Regions from separate parts of the Ovis aries genome. Here region 2 is linked to region 1. A link is a contact called in public Hi-C data. All regions are on one chromosome and are shown on one strand. The core of a region is the stretch at or near the end of the contact, and the rest is flanking DNA. Distances in the headings are between cores, read along the strand shown.

Evidence for each region. A called contact is a pair of places that touch in the nucleus more often than the background predicts.
Region 2: a contact with region 1 is called in a Hi-C map of skin fibroblasts, with 2.9 times the contacts expected there. The contact joins the promoter of PRICKLE1 here to the enhancer-like site in region 1. A contact is called at or near these places in 2 of 16 Hi-C or Micro-C datasets (skin fibroblasts and tail adipose tissue).

What each region holds. Positions count from the first base shown.
Region 1 is chr3:143,393,683-143,396,295 of ARS-UI_Ramb_v3.0, reverse strand. No RefSeq gene overlaps it. Among named protein-coding and RNA genes, the nearest start is that of TRNAI-GAU, 50 kb to the left of the region's middle. Within about 2 kb of position 1,310, at least 4 of the 54 cell types and tissues checked have an H3K27ac peak or open chromatin away from gene starts, as enhancers often do.
Region 2 is chr3:144,347,826-144,350,438 of ARS-UI_Ramb_v3.0, reverse strand. PRICKLE1 (prickle planar cell polarity protein 1) reads right to left here and starts at 1,323. Exons shown (of 10, transcript XM_060412711.1): 1 at 1,242-1,323.

The sequences.
Region 1 (2,613 bases), core at 61-2,560:
CCCATGCCCACTACAACTACACCAGAAGAACTGATGTTGATCACAAAAAAGGGTGTGACCCTTGACTTCAGACAAAGCAGAACCAGAATCCTCCTTAATAGTCATGGGGATGCATGTCTGCATGGAAAGTCACTTTAGTCATGTCCAACTCTTTGCAACCCTATGAACCTTAACCCACCAAGCTACTCTGTCCACAGGATTCTCCAGGCAAGAATACTGGAGGGGGTTGCTGTTCCCTCCTCCAGGGGATCTTCCTGACCCAAGGATCTAACTTGCATCTCTTACGTCTACCTGCATTAGCAAGTGGGTTCTCTTCTAGCGCCACCTGGGAAGCCCAGTCATGGGGATATCTGCATGCAGCTCAAACTCTCCAAGCCCCAGTTTTTTCCACTTCTAAAGTGGGGACAAGAATATTTTGTTCACCCACCTCATAACTATTGTGAAAATAAAAATGACAATGGAAACAATTTATAAATAACACTAACACGTATTGATGCTGCTGCTGCTAAGTCGCTTCAGTCGTGTCTGACTCTGTGCGACCCCATAGACGGCAGCCCATGAGGCTCCTCCGTCCCGGGATTCTCCAGGCAAGAACACTGGAGTGGGTTGCCATTTCTTTCTCCAATGCATGAGAGTGAAAAGTGAAAGTGAAGTCACTCAGTCGTGTCCGACTCCGTCCATGGGATTTTCCAGGTAAGAGTGCTGGAGTGGGGTGCCATTGCCTGGGTTACTATATCCAAGCTTCTATGGCAATTAATTTACAAATAAAGAGATTGAGTATCAGTGAGACAAAACAATTTGTCAGGATTCACACTGCAAACCAGAGGAGAGTTAAACTGGTATTCAGTCCCAACCGGTAGTTACCTGCTCCCACACTTTTTATGACCATATGATTGTACAACTTTGAAGGTCTTTCAGCCCTATTCCAATGTCTGTGTTGGTGACTTCTATTATTTTTTGCAATCATTCCAATCATTCCTCAAAATATATCTCAATGAATAAATGAAAGAAATCTACAATCTGGGAAATAGGGAAAATGCTGCAAAGCATATTGCAAACATTTGACTTTGCCAAGAAGTCAAAAAACAATGAAATAAATCAAAATTGTCTGAATCCATATATTACATCAGAGCAACTTTGTTAATTAAGATCAAGCTTCCAGAAATCCAGGAATGATCAGCTCTTAGGCTGACTAATCATATATTGAAGGAAATAGCAGTATACACAGGCCTCAATTATACAGTCTCCTGATCTTTGAAATCACCTTTGAGCATTACTCTCAGAACAGTTTTTGGCAGCAAAGCCTCCATCTGCTTATAATTTCCCTTGCATTTTCATGGCCTTTTCAGTCCTTGCTGCTTTACCCAGCAGGAAGTCAAATTGGGTGAATCATTTCCACCAGGCAATCCCCATCTCTGCAACTCACTTTCATTTTCCCTTCATGCCCTTAGTAGAGGGTCATAGCCCTGGAAAACGGTCTCTGAAAGAGGAGCAACAGCATCCTCTACTGACTGTGGGTTACAACGTCAAAGGGGCACCAATTCACTTCAGCATTTCAGTGTGATTTGCATCATTCTTCTTTAGTGCCCTTATTGGTGTTTTTTATGTCTTTATTTTAGGCGGTTTAAGAATGAAAATAAAACCTTGGTATTTTTTGAACTTTTAAAGCCACTTTATTGAGGTAAATAACTGACATGGAAAAAACTGTATTTATTTAATATGTACAACTTGATGAGCTTGGAGATAAGACTAAAATCATCATCACAATCTATACCATAAACATACAAATCAGATCACAAAGTTGCCTTCTATTCTCTATTATTATTATTATTATTTATGATAGGCATACTTAACATACGATCTGTCCTCCTGAACACTATGGGTGCGAACATAAATTGGTAGAGCCACTGTTGAAAACAGTATGGAGGTTTCTCAAAAAACTAAGAACTACCATATGGACCATATGGACCAACTACCATATGGACCAATTCCACTCCTGGATATATATATGTATATATGTACATACATATATATATATACCAAAAACACTAATTCAAAAAGATACCTGCACCCCAATATTAATAGCAGTATTATTTACAATTACCAAGACATGGAAGCAACCTAAGTGTCAATCAACAGATGAATGGATAAAGAAGATATGGTTTATTTATAATTAATGAACTATTCAGCATAAAAATGAAAAAAAATTGCCATTTGCAGTAATATAGAGAGTCTCAGGAGGCATTAGGAGAAGGAAATGGCAACCCACTCCAATATTCTTGCCTAGAGAATCCCATGGGCAGAGTGGCCTGGTGGGCTGCTGTCCATAGAGTCACACAGAGTCAGACACGACTGAAGTGACTCGACATTCATACATGCATTGGAGGAGGAAATGGCAACCCACTCCAGTATTCTTGCCCAGAGAATCCTATGGACAGAAGAGCCTGGTGGGCTGCTGTCTATGGGGTCGCACAGAGTCGGGCACAACTAAAGCAACTTATGTAGCAGCAGTAGCAGAAGGCATTATGGTAACTGAAATAAGTCAGACAGAAAAAGACAAAAACTATATATGACTTTTATATGTGGAATCTAAAATATACAACAAAGAAGCAG
Region 2 (2,613 bases), core at 74-2,573, 950 kb before region 1:
ACACGCAGAAAACAGCTCTGCTGGGGCGGGAGGTAGGGGGCTGATGCACCCCAGGAAAAAAGCAATCGACCCTTTCCCCGGAGTGTTAGGGGAGAGTCGGCAGCCTGCCTCTGGACGCCGGTAGGTGACAGGCGATCCTAAGCGGCGGACACTGACCAATGCGCCCTGGCCTCCCTGCGCCCCGCAGCGCCCCAACTCTGGGGCCCCTGAACGGTTTCCACGCAGGGAAGAATCAAAGGAAGAGTTGGTTGTGCTGCAGCCAACAGGAGCGGTGCGGGCAGGCTATCTGAAGCCCTCTGGTGCCGCAGCCCCAGTATCTGCTTTCACTGTCTACACAGCCCAACAAACCGGTTATGCCCATCTCCCGCATCTTCTGCGACACCGAACCACTCCGAGTGTCAGACGCCCCGCAGTGACGCGGACCTTTTCGGCCCTTACCCCGCGGCGCTAGCCGCCCACCGCCGCACCCGCAGCCCCTCTGCAGAGCCCACTCACCTCAGAGAGGGAGCGGGACTCGGCTGGACGGTCGTCGACTCTGCGTCGGCTCTGCGGACCCGCGCTCCGCGGTGTCAGCGGCGGGCGAAGGCGGGCAGCGCAGAAACCACCCGGCACCCGGGACGTGGCCGTTGCGGCCGCGGCGCCCCTCGCGGAGGTCAGCGCTGGCGGCGCGAGGCGGGCACGCTCCGGGGCGCGCTGTCTGGCGCGGCGGCCGCGGGAGGCGGCGCTCGCGGGGCTGCAGGCGGAGTGCGCCCGGCTCCCCAGCCCTCTCCGCGCCGCCGCGCACCCCGCCCTCGGCCGCCCGCCCGGCGCGAGCGAAAACGCGGAGCGCGGAACCCGCCGCGGGATCCGGGCCGCGCGCGCCCACGCGGCCCCGGCTCCGCTGCGAAAGGCTGGCGGGTCGGCGCCGGATTCCGGCGGCCGAGGGCGCGCGGAGCCCGGGCTGGTTGGACCGGCTCGGCGCCGCGGGAGGGCTGAGCTGAGTCCGCGCAATCTGCGGGATGAAGTTCGCCTGGGCGCAGCCGGGGTTCTCAAGTGCAGTCGGGTCTTCTCTGCCCCGCCCCCAATTATACGCTTTTTTTTTTTTTTTTTAAACCAAGCATTCTGATGGATGGAAAGACAGGAAGGGTGAAGGAGCAAAAAAGACAAACCCAATTTCCTCTGATCAAACGGTTTCGGGGTTGCCTATTTGGGGTTCTTTTCCTTTGGCTTGGTCGGGGCGGGATAGTTAATTAAACTCTTACTTCGATTCCTTCCGGCGCGCCTCGCCTCACTGGGGACCGGATTGTACTCGATCCTATCTCGTGTAGTCCCGCAGGCTGGGCTGTCTCCACCTCCGAGCAAGAAGCCACAGATTCAGCCTGCCCTCCCCTCCCACCCTGGTCATCTCAATAAAAACTCAAGAGTCTGAGGAGCGCATGTGAAAACCTCAGCTCGTCGCAACGTCCCGGCCTGAGCCAAGTTAGCGTGTCGCACTTAGAGTCGTATTCAAAATACTACTTTCATCGCGATGATCATTTTCCTGGCCAAGCTACTCCATGTTTTCAGTCTGCCCAGTCTCCAGGGCTGGGCTCTCAGGCGCATTTTCTCAGATGAAGTGGAGCTCAGCTTGTTGGAAAGTTCTGCCCTGACATCTGTGTCGCCTTAGAACCTTAACCCCCCTCACTCGTTCCAGTTCCAGATCAGTGGAGTTTCATTCCACCGGGGTTACAGAGGGTGGATCGGACAGCAGGTGTTGAGCCCAACTTGACAGGTGTCTCTGAAAATCTAGGGATTCCTTGACCTCTCAATCCCTTCTACTACCCTCTGGGACACTGTAACATCTTCCTGAAAGAAGAGGATGTGTGCATGCGTGAGGGAGGGCGGTGTGTTAATCGATGGATTTTTAAATTTCTTTAAGAAAAATCAAAACAGCTAATTCTAGAAATTTTCGGAGCACCAAATCTCTTCTATTTTAACTGGGAGTAAAATAAGGGAATACTGAACAAATTCTGAGTTGATGAAAAAAGGATATAAAATCAATAACATTTAAGACAAAATGAAGGGGAAATAGTACAAATTTAAGGAAAGTTTGGCCACAGCCCTGTGCTCTGCAATTCCAAATCTGATTTAGATCTCCCTGCGCCGTGAAAACTTTCTCACCTCTAGATTCACCCCTGAGTTTCTAAACTTCTGAGCACAGATCTTTCAGGAAACAAGACTGTTGCTTTTGAAGTAACTCCGCTTGTTCCCGGTGTTTGTACCTGATGGGAATCTGGGGGAAAACAACCTAGGCTGTCTTGCTTCTCAGCATTTTTTTTGGAATTGTGTGTGTTTATCTTAACAGGGTTACAAATGCTTCTATTAAGCTGTAGCCTTTTAGCTTCTACCTAAACTCCAGAACTGTCCAGAAGGCTGACAAAATGATTTATTCCACCCATAGAGGTTGTGAAAATCAGTACTTATAAGGGCAAAGAGTCCACTCTCCATCTGTGGGTGCCTGTCTATTGTTTCAATGGACACCTTCAAGTCAAATTAGTTTTCCAACAAATTGAATAACACTGTGGAATAGAATCAGTGGAGGATGGGGTGGAGGAAAGCATCACTGACCAAGCATCACTGCATCTTCCTGAGAAA